3 separate regions of the Mus musculus genome follow, and regions 1 and 3 are each linked to region 2. Evidence: chromatin contacts called from public ChIA-PET and Micro-C data. All regions are on one chromosome and are shown on one strand. The core of a region is the stretch at or near the end of the contact, and the rest is flanking DNA. Distances in the headings are between cores, read along the strand shown.

The links. Hi-C and Micro-C count contacts between places; a contact is called where the count stands out from the background. ChIA-PET counts read pairs in DNA pulled down with a chosen protein or histone mark.
Region 1: a Micro-C map of embryonic stem cells shows a contact between it and region 2, with 7 times the contacts expected there. The contact joins the promoter of Gjc1 here to the promoter of Hexim1 in region 2. A contact is called at or near these places in 4 of 39 promoter capture datasets (cranial neural crest, frontonasal cranial neural crest, maxillary cranial neural crest and 1 more) and 2 of 484 Hi-C or Micro-C datasets (embryonic stem cells and reprogramming fibroblasts).
Region 3: a contact with region 2 is called in an RNA polymerase II ChIA-PET map of effector CD8 T cells, with 11 read pairs. The contact joins the enhancer-like site here to the promoter of Hexim1 in region 2. A contact is called at or near these places in 2 of 39 promoter capture datasets (the C10 cell line and the HPC-7 cell line), 1 of 484 Hi-C or Micro-C datasets (the Ba/F3 cell line), 2 of 115 datasets of contacts at active chromatin or transcription factors (effector CD8 T cells and pancreatic cancer cells) and 2 of 9 other capture datasets (liver and pancreatic islet).

What each region holds. Positions count from the first base shown.
Region 1 is chr11:102,816,896-102,821,877 of GRCm38.p6, reverse strand. Gjc1 (gap junction protein, gamma 1) reads left to right here and starts at 2,719. Exons shown (of 3, transcript NM_001159382.1): 1 at 2,719-2,908.
Region 2 is chr11:103,113,769-103,118,754 of GRCm38.p6, reverse strand. Hexim1 (hexamethylene bis-acetamide inducible 1) reads right to left here and starts at 2,430. Exons shown (of 1, transcript NM_138753.2): 1 at 1-2,430. The coding sequence starts at 1,833. The coding sequence ends at 763.
Region 3 is chr11:103,379,122-103,384,165 of GRCm38.p6, reverse strand. Plekhm1 (pleckstrin homology domain containing, family M (with RUN domain) member 1) reads left to right here. Exons shown (of 12, transcript NM_183034.2): 6 at 3,814-4,132. Among named protein-coding and RNA genes, the nearest start is that of Arhgap27, 18 kb to the right of the region's middle. Within about 2 kb of position 2,050, at least 235 of the 459 cell types and tissues checked have an H3K27ac peak or open chromatin away from gene starts, as enhancers often do. A contact at or near this core is called in the Ba/F3 cell line, the HPC-7 cell line, effector CD8 T cells and 2 more, where this site is marked.

The sequences.
Region 1 (4,982 bases), core at 1,470-3,969, 300 kb after region 2:
ATACAGAGAAACCCTGTCTCGAAAAACCAAAAAAAAAAAAAAAAAATATATATATATATATATATATATATATATATATATATATATACACACACATATATATACACACACACGCATATATATATATATATACGTATATATATGTGTGTGTATATATATATATATATATATATAAAGTGGAGAGCAGTTAAGACTTATGACATTGACCTCTGGCTTCTAACACATGTACAAACACCACACACACACACACACACACACACACACACATACGTATGTATATAGTTCAGGGTCTGGGGTATAGCTTAGTGGTAGAGAGTTGCTTAACATGCAAGGGCCCTGAATTTGATTCTCAGCACCAAGAAAGAAAGAAAAATAAAACCTGTTACAGCCCAACATGCCAACTAGACCCACGTGTGTTCCTAGTCTAGATCAAGCACAGAACTAGCCCCGCCCCCAAATCCCACCACGCCCCTTTCAGGGCACTGTTCTGCATAGCAGGTAACTTCAATTCTCACTTAGCAGCATAGACTCCTTTTGCCCGTTTTCAAACTATATATAAACGGAAACTCCTTATGAGGTTATATGATTCAGCTTGGTTTATTCTCAGTGATGTACATTCTACCATTGTATGATTATAGTAGTGTTTATCTGTTCTGTGGCTGATGGGTAATTAGAGTTTTTTTTTTTTTTCTTTTTGGCTGTTAAACTATCCCACACATATTTTGGTGAACACCTGTAGGCATTTCTGTAGAAGTTAGTCAAATGATGTCTTTTTTCTCTTAGAGGAGGGGGGCCAGAATTAAACCCAAGACCATATGCATCCTGGGTAAGAGCTCCACTGAGCTATGCCCCAGCCCCAACAGGTTTTTCTCATTCATATTCTCATGTATTTAAAAGTTCTTCACATTTGCCACTAGAAGAACTAGAGAAGTCATGTTGGGAAAGGCTGGCTGGGGAGAACTTTTGATACTCAGAGGCCAAGCCGTTTAAGGAACGGAAAAGGCTCAAGCAGCTGAGCGGGAGGGTGTAGGTTCTCAATAAACCAAATGTGGATCAGAAATGGCTATCCCATAAAACCAGAGGCTCATGGTTGGCCATGGTGTCCCTTACCTCTACTCCTAGCACTTAGGAGGTAAGAGCTGGGGAATCCCTCTGAGTTCCTGAGCAGTCTGATCTACATAACAAGCTCTAGGACAGCCAAGGTGACCCCATCTCAAAAAACAAAGAAGCAAACAAAAATAAAGGTTCAGAGCACAGCACAGTGGGGGTGGTGTCTGCCTTAGACCCCGCCTCCTGAGACAAAGGCAGGAGCATCAAGACTTCAAAGCTAGCTCTCAGCCACAGGTCGAGTCTGAGATCAGCCTGTGCTATAATGGGACTTCGTTTCATAAAAAATCAAACAAAATATCAAAAATGAAACATGAGGCTCAAAGTGAGCACATTCTTTGATTTTTAGAGAGAAGCCAAAAAAAAAAAAAAAAAAAAAGGATTTAAAAATTTGGGCACTTTCCTAAAAAAAAAAAAAAAAAAAACCACACACATCATAGCAACCAAACAAAATTTCGGAGGGTGTGGGTAGGCAATGGACCATCCCTTTTCATCCCAACCTGTGACCTAGCTTCGGGAGAAATTTGATCCACAAGTCGCCTCACTTGTTAGTGTTTAATTTCATCCCTGTCCAGGGGCAAAACTTTTAAAAAGCCTATCCATTTGTAATTCTAGAGTACAGGAATGGCCCTCCCCTCCCATCTCTTTGGTAAACTGCCTTTCACCACCCAGTCTCAATCTCGTTAAAGTATTTAGGGGAATTTCTCGTTTCTTTTTTAATAAAGATTTATTTTTTATTATTTTTAATTATGTGTCTCTGGGTCTATGTGTAGGTATGTGCACATCGATATAGGTGCCCCGAGAGAGTCGGATCCTCCAGAGGCTGGAGTTACAGGTGGTTGTGAACCACACAACGTGGGTGTAGAAGATTCTCTGCAACAGTAGTACAAACTGCATAGCCGCTGAGCCGTCTCTCCCGCTAGTTTTCCTTTTCTTAACCCGCAGTTTCGGCCAGGGGAATTCCTGTCCATGTGCATTTCAAGTCTTGTAATTGGGATCCCGCTGGGATGCAAGGAGTTAAGAGGAAATGGCCTATTAGGGTCTTACTAATCCGAGAAATCCAGGACCTCAAAACTATGCAGAACGCCTGTAAAAACCATGATTCCACCAGGCGGGGATGGTTGGCCGAGAAGCCCCGGAGGTTTTTCGAGCAACTGCAGAGCAGAGCCTAGAACGGCCATGAGCATCCCGAGATCCGCTGGACCAAGGCCCTGACCTAGCGCACGAGATAACGGTGGAGCTCTGCGGTCCGACCCTGGAAACTCAGGTGAGGCGTGTCTCCATCACGCTGTCACTGGCCGGCTCCTCCGGGGAATCACGCCACAGGAAATGAGCCCGCGGCGCTCGAAGTCAGCCGCCCACCGGGGCTCCCCGCGCAGGGGTCCTCCCGCCACCGCGCGCCCCGCCGCGTACGGGACCGCCCGGGAACGCGCGCGGCCGGTCACGGAAAGTTGGCGCCGGCGCGGGGCCGCGCGCTCCGGGCGCCCCCTCCCACTCGAGGCGCACGTGCAGCCGCGCCCCCGCTCCCAGGCCGAGACGGGACGCCCCCACCCCCACCGCGGCACGCAGTGCGCAGGCGCCTCCCCGCGGGTCCCGGCGGCGGGAGCGGGAGAGAGGGAGGCGGCGGGCGCGGCCGGAGCGGCTTCAGCCTCGGCTTGAAGGCTGAGGCGAAGGAGGCGGCGGCGGTGGCGGCGGCGGCGAGGCGGCGAAGGTGATGGCGACGCGGGGCCCATGAGGCGGCGGCCGGCGGGACGGGCCGAGGCCCGGCGGAGGAGGCGGCTTCGGGGGCGCCCACCGCCGGGTGAGCGGCGGCTTGAGGGGCCCCGGGCCGGGCGCGGCCGGGCGAACTCTGAGGCGCCTCGAAAGCGGCGGCGGCGGCGGGCCGGGTTCCTGGGGGCGGCAGGGCGGGAAGGAGCGCCCGCCGAGCCCCGAGGGGCGTCGCCACCCGCGTCCCGCCGCCGGCGCGCCCGCCCTCTTTGTCCCCAGGCGCGCGGTTCCCAAATTGGGAGGGAAACGGCTCGGGCGGGCCGGGAGCGGGCGGCGGTGCTCCCGCAACTCCTCGGGGCGGTTGGGGGACCCGGCCGGGCTGGCGCTGGGCGGGCTCGTCTTTGTCTGACGGCCTGGGCCGCTCTTCGGCGGCGTGCTGCGGGCTCCGGCGGGTCCTCTGTCCCCCTCGGAGGTTTCTTTTTCCCCCCTTTTTTACTGGAGGTTTGGTTCGAGCGCTGCGGAGCGGGAGAGGGGCTGGCGGGAGGACCCGGCCCGTCGCCTCTTGCTGGACGCCTTTTCTTTACTTGAGATGACTTTATTCTCACTTCGGAAAACTTTGGAGCTCTGCTGTGGCCTTTTTTTTTTTTTTTTTAATTGTTCTTCGTTGAGTCTCCAGATTGAAAATAGAGAGGAGGCGCTAATGCTGTGATTGGGCTGGCTGCCGCGTTTGGAGTTTCGAGTTGAAAAGATTTACATGACCCATGTTTAGAATTTGGGGTCCTCCCCCGCCGGTCCCCGCTTTGCGGATTATTTGGGATTGCTTTTCTTTTGCGAAGTGGGATGAGTTTGGTTTTTGTCATTTGAAGACATTTTCCTTTTGGTCCTCGGGGACTGGCAACGCCACAGATTTCATTGTGCTCGGGCTTTATTTTGTTCTCGTCCACACTAGGTGCAATCGAGGAACTCAAGGTAGACCAAATTCTGGATAAGTTATCTTGTATGTGTCTTAAGTCTAAAAGTTATTGCTTTTGTTGTGCACCCTTACAAGTGGATATATGTGAAAGCGCTGTACAAAAAGCCTTGTAAACGAAAGACTTTAGTTCTGTTAGGCAGAAATCATTTTGTCTGTAGTACATGAGTAACTGTAGGAAGAGGATTAATAATGTAATTTGGGGATTAATCCTTCCCCCTTGTAAACAGTTTGCAGGTATTTTTCAGAGCAAAAAATGCAAAACAAAGAGAAACAAAAAAGGCCCCACGAATTTGATTGCTTAGCTTGTAACTAAATTAATTGTGAGTTTTTGTTAAAAATTGCAGGTTTTGTTTGGGGCCAGCAGGATTTATTTGCAGCTACTTTGAGTTTCTTAAGGGCTGTGTAATGGCAGAATGAAAGGAATTAGAACAGTCTTCGGGGTAAAGGGTAAAACGATTTGTGATGCCAGATCTTCGGGTGCAGAGTAGGCAAAGGGCGTTTTGGAGAGAAAACTGGCATTATAAGTTCTGCAAATGTGTTCTGATGTGTTATGGTTCCAAAACATTGGTTTCATCCTATTAGTTCTGTTCCTTTGCTAAAGAATGGATGAGGAGGTATTGAATACTGGCTCACATACAAGCAGTAAATTCTTGTTTTACAAAGTCTGGAGTTGGCTCTCAGTACACCTTGGCAAAGGGTTAGCTTACAGACCCATGGAATGTGTTTAACCAAAGTGTTTCCTACAACAGTGAGATGATCTCATTAAAGATTACATTTTACTTTTTAATGTTATTCTTTGAAGCTGGCTATCATTGTGTGGCATGGGTTGATCTGGAACTTGGTATGCAGCCTAGGGTGGCTTTGAACTCCCTACTGCTTGACTCTCCAGAATGATGGGTTATAGGTAGTTCATTCAACAAACATTTTTGTGGTCCTGGAGACTGTACCAAGGGCTACGTATGTGCTCTGTCACTAAGCTGTATCCCAGCAACCTTCTCCCCATTAAGTGAGTGTATGGGACAGCTAGGAAGTGGAGCAGACAAAAGATGAGGACCAATCTTCTCTCCCCCTCAGTGTTTTTAATGTGCAAAAAAAAAAGTTTAGCAATATGGAAATTATCTAAAATCCTTGGGGGGAAAACATGCACAAACTTTTAGAATAAATTTGTTTTCCCCTCATGGAAATGAAATAAATT
Region 2 (4,986 bases), core at 1,181-3,680:
ACGGAAGCCAGGATTACTGAAAAATTGACTTGTGGAGATGAAATGAGGCTTTTCGTTATCTAACAATTGCCAAATCAGGCTTATACTTTTGTTAGCACTCTTTTGAACAGCCATCAAGGTGCGCAAGCTAAGCTGCTGCCTGTAGCCACTTTCTACTCCCCAGCATTAGGAAGCAGGCACAACATTGAGTACATTTTACCTGAACTGTATTTTGAAAATTTAAAAACCCATTGGTGGGGGTGGAGGGAACAAACTGAATTTCTTCTATTCAAGTATTTTTGCAAATAGATAAATTTAACAATCTTGGTACCCCACCTCAAAAGTGCAGTCACACAAACCAGCACGATTTTTAATCTCTAGAAATCACACTGAAACTGTTACATTTACAAACATTAAATTTATTATAACTAGAATGAATGTAATGGGTCTCAGATTTGGCCACCTTATAGCTCCGCTTAAGGAGGGGATTTTTTTTTTAAAACAGAAAAATGCATTATAACTTGGTCAGATTACTTGCACATTAAGAAACAACATCTAAGGAGGAAAACATGAAAAGCAACCCTTCAGTTTCACATAATTAAAGAACAGGAGAAAGCACACAAGCAACATCATAGCTAAATTTACCAAACCAAAGCCGGGGCGATTTTCTCTTCTGATTATGTGTCATAAAAAGGTCCGCTGTCTTATATACACATGTATATAATGTTACATTCCAGCACTGTAAAAAGTCCCCTTTGCCCCCTCCCCCCAAAAGTTTTCAGTCTAGTCGCCGAACTTGGAAAGAGGCGCTCGCTCCTGCTGCCGGTGCAGTTCGTTCTCGGTCAGCAGCTGGAGGTTCTCAGCGCGCAGCCGGTCCAGCTCTAGCTCGAGCTCCCGCACTCGCGCGTCGACGCCTCCCAGCCGCTTGCTTTCCAGCCGCAGCCGGTTATTTTCGTCCTCCTTGCGGGAGAGGCACTTCTCCAGCTCCAGGTACTCTTTGATGAGCTCCTGCTTGCTCATGTTCTGCAGGCTCTCGGCGTGGTACCGCTCGTACGTCTCCGAGAAGTCCCGCTGCAGAAACTCGCTGCCGTCCCCTCCCATGCCATCGCTGCCTCCGTCTTCCTCACCAGCTTCTTCCACAAAATCCTCATCGCTGGTGTCGTCGGATTTGGCGGCTGCCCGCTTGGGGTAAAGGCCGGTTTTGAGATCAGGCTCCTCCTGATCGTGGTCATCCATGAGGAACTGCGTGGTGTTATAGGGCGCAACTGGCTGGCCCTTGGCGAACATCTCGGCTCGAACCCGCGAAGCTCGCAGGCTCTGCTTCTCGTCGAACTTTTTCTTCTCCTCCCAAGTCAGCTTGTAGTAGGGCTTCCAATGCCGCTTCTTCTTTGAGGGGCGTCTCCGATGTTTTTTCTTGCCCAGCTGTCTCTGTTGCTGTCCCCATGGCTCCTCGCCTCCGGCGGCAGGAGCCTCCTGCTTGGTGGCCTCCGAGTCATGACCTGGCTGCACGAGGGACTCTGACATCGGCTCTCCCTCCGCCGACGGGGAGGCACCGCCAGTGGATAAGTCCTCCCCATTCTGGCCCTTCTCGCCCTTCTCCAGGGAGCTCAATTCTGGACAGGCATTCGTCTGCAATGGGGGCAGCTGGTGCTTCAGGCCCCCTTCTCCCTCCTGCCCTGGACGGCTACCGGACTGCAAGGACGCTCTCGATTGCCACCTACTGTCCTCCTTGGGCACCCGTTCCTCCGCGCTTGGGGGGCGCTCAGAGGTATGCTCTTCATGGACAACAGCAGCACCTGTACAGTTGCTAGTTTGAGGCTGGTGTTGATGTTCTGTCAAGAGTGGCTCGGCCATGGCTTAGTAGAGTTCTCTTCTGGAAGTTTGAGAAATTCTGGCTTAAGGAAAGAGGTTTTTCTTTCTTTTCAAAATATGTCCAACAAAGTCCTCTTCGGTCAGTAATTTCTGCAGTGACGCCTTCCGTCCGTCCTGTCAGCAAACTCCAATCGCAACTTGGAGTCCAGTCAATAAAGGGTTAAGCGCACACAAGCGTGGCCAACTAGCAGGTCCGGGGGTTCAGCAGCAGGCACCGTATGCAAATATGCAGAGGGGTGGGCTTCACGCCTCCCCGCCGAGTGCTCCCACAGACGAGGAGTTGGTGCGCAAGGAGAGGAGGTTTAAGTCCAATGGGTTAAACCCAACCCGAAAGGGTTAAAACTACCCGATGACGCTGCCTCGGAGGGGCCGAATCCACAAAGGGTTAAATCCCCTGCCGCAGAGCCCACAAGGGGTTAAAGTCCCAGAGCCGCCACCTCCCACTTCCACGGGTGTCGCTCCAACCCGAGCTCCCAGTTCCTCAGGCCGGGCCGGAGCCTTAGCCGAGGACAGACAAACTCATCTCCCCTCTGGCTCGATGCTCCGCTCAGTTCTCCTCCGCCTCCTCCTCTTTTCCTCCCTCCCTCCCTCCCCCTTCAGACAGCTCTTCTTCCGCCTCCTCCTCCGGCTTCCCCTCCCAACCTGACTTTCCACCTGCCAACTTCCAACTGCTGTCTCCAAGCCCTCGGCGCCTCTTATATATAGAAGCTTGTAAGCCCCGCCCATGCGCATGCGTAACGGAGTCCAGGTGTGGGGCAGCCGGGAGTCGTAGTTCCCTTCTTTCGGGCCCGCCGTCCTCGCGCGCCGTGCAACGTAGCCAATCATAGAATGCGTAGGGGGCGTCTCCCAGGCCGCCTTCTTCCATCGCTTAGCTCTCGCTGAAGAAACGTGAGCAGTCATTGGGCAAGAGTTATTCGTCTCTCCGAGGAAGGAAGACCAATTACAGAGGAGATGGGGCGGGTTCTGGACCATACCATTGTGCTTCAGGAATACAAGAAGATTCCATGACCTTTGGGAGCTTATACAGAATATTTTTATTAAAAGGTGCGTTTGAAAATCTACTGTCATATTCTGTTCTCAGCGGAAAGGTTCTGATGGCCATAAACCGTTTTCAACTTATGCAAAAATGGTCTGTCCCTAAAAAGTAGTCCCTAAAGTGTAAAAGAGGATTAAATTCTATAAAGAGAGCTGTTAGTCGTGATTACTGACATTGGATTCTTAAAATTACAATAATGTCTCTGAGGTAGGTGATGGGTTTCTTGGAGAGAGATAAGCGGAAGGATATTTTGGACAACTATTTATTAAAAAGACGAAAAGCGCATGAAGAAGTAAACAAATGAATTAAGAAGTGCCGCCTTAAAGGGACAGTGTGGTGGCCTGCCGAGCATCAGCTTCAGACTAGGCCTCAGGAACTGAGAGGGCGGGTTCGAGTCCTGAGTGACGTCGGTCCTCAGGCTATCCTGGAGGCCCTTAGGTGAGAGCAGCCACCCAGGCCAAGAGCTATCTCCGCACCAGAGGTGAAAGCAAAGTGGTCCTCCGCGGCCGAGCTCTCCGCCTGAGCCCGGATGGGAAGCGCGTGGTGAGGAGGAAGGACTCGCCCCGAACCTCGGCTTCTGCCGAAGAAAATGGCCTCCCGGGGTCGACTTGGCCTCTTCGCTTCCGATACCGCAAACCTTTCCCTAGCCAGGATACTCTGGAGAGATTGGGCCAATTGATGCGAAGTCTGTGTTGGGGAGGAACCCAAAAATCTATGCGTTCCCGAAAAAAGGGGGTGTCATCCACAGAGATGAGGTGTGTGTGTGTGTTGGGGGGAAGGCTTCGAGAAGGAAAGCTGAAGGCCTTCCCTGAAATGGGTGTGCTTGACCCAGGGCCGTAGGGTACATTGGGGGTGAAGTGGGGGTTCTACTCCCCCTTAAAAGGGATTCACATTCTTTTCCCCTACTAGAAGGACCCGAAAAACTCCCTTTAATCCCCTTGGCGTAATTGCCACTTCTCCCTTTGCCTGAGTACCCAGTGAGCCATTCTTCTTTTTCCTTACATTCCAGCCATAATGGAGTGAGATTCTACACATGAAACTATTTGACCAGCGCAGCCATGTGAGCGAGGTAGGGCAGGAGTTAGCCGCCATTTTAGCTATAGGAAAGCTCTGCGCCTTGGAGAAATCAAGTGACTTATCCAAGGTCACCTGACAACGAAGAGGCAGTTGTAACTAGAGCGGGTCTTCCTTGCGTCATCTAATACGGTTTTTCTGTCAAAAACACAAAAGCCAAGACCTGGAAAGCCAGCTCAGCAGTTAGTGAACGGGCTGCTCTTCAGAGGGCCTGAGATTGGCTCCCTGGGACTCACACGATGGCTCACAAATGTCTATAGCTGCAGATCCAGAGGAGCTGATATCCTCCATTGACAGCAGGCACATATGCTGTACACACATGCAGGAAAGAAAAAAAAAATCAGATATGTAAAAAAAAAAAATTAAAAACAAGACACAAAATCCTTTCTCCCACACTCCCTCAGTAAGTTTTTATTTCCAGTAAAAGCTTCAGCTCATTGCAAACTATTACAAATTGGCAGTCATTTGTTAGGACAAAAAAGATAAAAAGTTTTGGAGCTTCAAGTTGCCAGGACTGCACAATGAAGCCCGGCCACAGTGAGCCAAATGGCAATAAAGAAAATCCATGCAGCAACTTGCAATCAGACTGCTTGGGACTTGGAAATCTGTGTATTACGGAGCAATTGACTTGGAAGGAGCAGGAAGCACAATTTTGTTTTTGAGGCAAGGCCTCAGGATATAATATAGTCTTGCCTGAAATGCAGATCCTCCTGCCTCAGCACCACGGTAATAATTAGGTGCACATCACCTCCCAGGTTAAAAGTGTTTCATAAGTAAAAGGGTTTATGAACTTCAGAGTGCTGGGTGGGGCCGCAATCTAGTGTGAGACAGTCTCGAGGGGAAGCAAGTGAGAATGCCCTAAGGGGACATGCAGCTGTTTTGAAAATGACCATTCTAGCTTGTTTTCCATGCATTGCTAGAAACCTGGTCTGCCTGAAAAGCCTGTCTTTCTTCATTCATTACTTAGAACGCACCAGGAGACCAAGAACAAAGATGGAAAGGGGGCTCAAGGTATGGGAGATGGC
Region 3 (5,044 bases), core at 801-3,300, 270 kb before region 2:
AATTCTTCCACCGTCCACAGTTTTGACCCTTGAGCTTCCTGTCTGCTCCCTAGGTAAGGCCAGCTCCTTACAGCGTCCAGCTGTTACAGTGGCTGTCCCTGTGCCCCTTTTCTGACAGGGTCCTGTGTCCCAGTTTTCTGCTCTACCTCATTTACAGCACGCACCACTCCCTCCTTAGCTTAGTCTATGTTGTTGAAGCAAGCGGGTGGGGGGTGTCTAGTCACCATCAGCTTTTTTTCAGCCTTTCTTTTTCAGAAGTTTTCTTTGTAAAGCATTGCCTGTGGGCCCAGCATTGTGATAGGTGCTAGGGAAACAGTGATGAAACAGAACAGACAAGAGCCCTGGCCTTTGGGGACAGTCACCAGATTAGAGAACTGATGGTGCACATTGTAATTACAGTAGTGCTGAGTGCTGTGCAGGAAGTGCAGGGACTGGGAGCCCCTGGGGTGACTAAGCCTGGCCTAGAGAATGTGTCCTACACACACTCTCTGCTGTGACGTGGGGTCCCCTTCTGCAGTTGCACATGCAGGCATAATGAGAACAGTGAACAGAAAGTCCAGTCCTTTGGAAAATGGTCCAGAGACCATTACGTTCCTTAGCCATAGCCTCTTGACACCTAGTGACGCAGGCAGCGTTCTGCTGACTTAGATCCCTGATGGCAGATGCTGCTCTGGTGTAGATCCCAGGTCAGCGGTATCTCCTCACAGTTTGAAGAAACAGAGCCGGCCAGATGTGGGGCCCTGAGCAAGCATACGTGGGAGGGTGGCAGAAAGAGGCAAGAGAAAGGGGAAAAGGGTGATCCTGCAAGTGCGGAGATCCATTATTGCAGGAGTATTCTTTCTCTACCTCCTCTGTGAGGCAGATACACCCTCGGTGCTCTCTCACTGGAACCGTCCCTCCCACCCCCAAACACACACACACACACACACACACACACACACACACACACACACACACACACACACACTGCTTCTCATTGTTTCTCACAGAGCCTTTCTCTAGAGTCATCCCCCAATGGCTGGTGTGAGGTCAGTGGACTCTGAACATTTCTTACTAGTCTTCTCTTCAGTGGAAAGAGAAGCAAGTCTCCCTTAATGTAAATCCACAGTTTTCTTCATCCCACCAGGTCCTTCCACCCACCTCTGTTGTTTTACATTGAAGACACTTGGACAGCCAGAAGTTAGTCCCTTGGACTGGCAAGATAGCTCAAGGAGTCAAAATACATGACATATAAGTCTAGTGACCTGAGTTCAATCACTGGAACCCAAATACGATAGAGAGAACTGACTCCAGAGTTGCTCACATACTTGTGCCTGAACATTCACACAAACTACCTAGTAGTGATGAAAATAGTCTGTGTTTTATGACTCAATGCTGAGCATTTTTGCTTGACATTATCGAGGAAAATGATCATTCAGACTTATAGGATGGGGGTGAGCAGAGACTATCACTGAATAGGGTGATAAGATGTCTGGGTGATGAGGGGATCTGAGTTGGGGCTTGTAAAGAAGCTTTCAGGTGGTGACTGGTGGATCCTCAAGAGCAGTGTCCTCTCCTACCAGGGCTTATACAGGGCAGGGTCACCAGGTATGTGTGAAGTCACCAGGATGGCCAAGTGGCTCCTGGGAGCTATTTCTCACACCCATTTTCCTCAGGGAATCATCTGGGGCTTGGTGACCCAGACAGGCTTTGTTTAGACCAGTGTTGCATGGTCCCTAGCAGCCACCCTGCCTGACACATCATCCTGTCCCGAGTAGAAGGAAGCACATGCCAACTCTGAAAGTCACATGCAGAGGCCCTGGGAGCCCAGATCTGTATACCTATACCTGAATCAGAACTTGTCTCTCTTGGCTTCAGGAGTCTAAACTGTCTAAACCAACCCCTTTGTCACACAGCCGTAGCCAGAACCCTCCTCCCTGTCTGTATCAGCAGGGAGGGCAGTCTTGATTTAGGGGTTGAAAATAGCAATGTCAGAGCTAGATTGGTAGCACTTGCCAGAGCAATGGGGCGGGTCCTGCCTGTGTGACTCATTTCCTTTGTATAGACAGCCACTTAGTGTAGCCAGCCAACTTCCTTGCCTCTGCTCTCTTCCATGTCTAGGCATAGAAAGGCAGAGAGAGCTTAGAACGGTGAAGAATAGGAACTAAACGATATTCTCATAGGCCTTCTGACTCCAGACCTCCCCAACTTCCCCTGTCAGGGAGCAGGATCTACTACTGGGGCTTCAAGGACCTGCTCAATGTGGGGAACAGAATTAGAAGCAATAATTTAGGTCTAAGCTCACACACCACACCTCCCTTACCCCATATCTCCAAGGCCACAGAGCCCGAAGTGCTGAGACACTTGTATTTCCACTTGCAAGAGAATCAAGTTGCACGCCCTCCTTACACCTTACATAGAAGCTGACTCAAAATGGGTCACAGAGATGTAAGCGCTAATAAGGCTCTTAGTAAAAAACGTGGGAGTAAATCTTGGTGACATTGGCTTCTGCGGTGGCTTCTGAGATAAGACAACAGGAGCACAAGCAGAAGACAAGCTGGCTAAATTAAGCTTAGGAAGAAAACATCTCAGAGCTCCAGAAGGTACCATTAAGAAGGAAAAAAGAAGAAGCCAGGCATGGTGGCTTGTGCCTGCGTCTCGTGCCTGAGAGTCCAAAGCAGGAGGCTCTTGCAAAGCTGCCCTGGGCTATGTAATGAGCTCTAGACCAACCTTGCCTATAGACATTGTCTCAAAAAGAAAAGGAAGGGAAGAGATAAGTAAAAAAAATAAAAGACAACACATAGAATAAGAGAAGTCATTGGTCAGTCAGATAGCCTGCTAAGGTTCTGGTACCCAGAATCTGCCCAGAACCCTTGTAATTTTTATTGATTTCCTAAGCAGTTATAACAAAGTAGCATAAATCAGATGGCTGGAAACAACAGTTGTGCAGTCCTTGCTAGTACTAGAAGCTGAGTGGAGAGCCAGATGTCGGCAGCAGTGGCTCCTCCAGACAGTGAGGGGTAATTTCTTCTTTCTCTCAGTTCTTAGTATTCTTGGCATAGGCTTGTAGGTTCATCACTCCAGTCCCTCCCTCCAGCATCCCATGCTTCTCTTCCACTTGACACTTTCCTCTGTGTGTGTGTCATCTCCTCTTCCCTTGTTTTGAACCAGGGTCTGTCCTGGAGCTTACTGTGTAGACTAAGCTGCCATAGAACTCACAGAGATCTGCCTGTCTCTGCCTCTAGAATTAAATGTGTGCTCCACTATGTCTGTCTCCTCTTTTTGTAAGTATATCAGTTCAGTTGGATGAAGGGCTCACCCTGCTCCACAACAGGGACATCTGAACTAGTTACTAGGGTTTACTAGTTAGTCAACCCTAACAACAAACCATAAGCCCAAATAAAAATAAAAATCTAAAGAAAAGTACTGATAACTAATACGAAAAGATGTTTTCTTGCCATTAGACATTAAGGAAATGCAAATCAAAACCACAGTGAGACAGCACTTCACAGATGAGCATGGCAGGAAGACTTCATGACAGAGATTGGAGAGGTTAGAAGGAAGCTGCTGGTGAGATGCTCGGCAGGTGTCTACTCAGTCCTGGCCACTGAGATTTAACCTCCAGGGCCCCCATACAGATGGAAGGAGAAACCTGACTAAAGTTGTCCTCTGACCTCCACGGGCATGCCCGCCCTCCCTGCCCCAGTAATAGCAACGCTGTACATTGCTGATGTGAATGTAAAATGGGTAAAGTGGTCTAATTTCATTATAGGTGAGCTGTAATGAAATATTTTTAAACTCTTAAAGGACTCCCTCATTCCTCTTTTCTTACAGAAAGGCAAGAGCTGGATTTCTGAAGATGACTTCTGCCGACCTCCCCAGGAGCCTGCTCTAAAGAGCGCTGCAGGTCTCTGCACATCTCCTGTGCAAGACACTCCAGAGTCAAGGGCTGCTCTCCACGGGCCTTTTTCTCAAGGACCAAGAAAGAGCTGTTCCTTGGGGGCATTAGACAAAGCATGTGTGCCCTCACAGGCCTGTGGAAATGCCCAGCCAGCTCCAGCCCCAGCTCCAGCTCCAGCCCCAGCCCCAGCCCCAGCTCCAGGGGTGACACAAGACCATAAAAACTTCTGTGTGGTGCACCGAAGGCAAATGGGTAGGTGACTGTAGAGTCCCATCCCCAGGGACAGTGTCTTTCAAAAGGCAGCTCTCAATCAGTCCTCTTTGCCGTTGTAAACAGGTAGTGTGTCCTTCCAGAGTCAGTCCTTGCCCAGACTGTAGAGGTAAGGTACAAGGACACTTAGACCCGCACAACAGCACTTGGGGAAAACTGCTGTGCTTGCTTACGGACTTGCTAGCTCACTAGAGCAGTGCCAGACTTTCTGAGGATTCCTCGCTCAGCAGGCTCAGCAGAGCCATCAGTTATGCTGCCTGTGCCTCAGGAAAACAAGAACAAACAAAAGACCCGATTACAGAATATAAAAATACCTCTTTTTAAAAGTCTTTTGAGATAGAGTCTTAGTATATAGCCCTGTCTTGCCTAGTGCTTACCATCTAGATGAGATTGGCCTCAAATTGACAAGGCACTGGGTTCAGGTGAGTCCCACCGCTCCTAGCTTATGTCATATATTGAAATGGAAATATTCTCAATTAAATTAGCCCAGCCGGGTTCTAAAGTCTTGTGATATCAGCTGCTCAGTAGGTGGAAGCAGGGAGTTCTCAAGCTTATAGAACACAGAGTGAGTTAAAGATTAGCTTGATTAACTTAACAGAATCTCACTTCAAACAATCAAAAGACACACTGAGGATGGAGCCCAGTGATCAAACACTGACCGCAGGCGTGAAGCCCGAAGCTCAATCTCCAGTACCATGAAAAAACTAAACCAGGACATTCGGGATTGCAGAACTCATAGGAAAGCCTACTCTTGAAGGCTAGCGGTTCTAATGGCTCCTTCTAAAGGCCCTTATCTTGGATGGTTTAGGAAATAACCCTAGCAGGGCTTATCCGACCTGCTGTCTGTTTCATCCCTCCATGTGCTGCTTATGGTGTGCTCTGACCTCCACACCC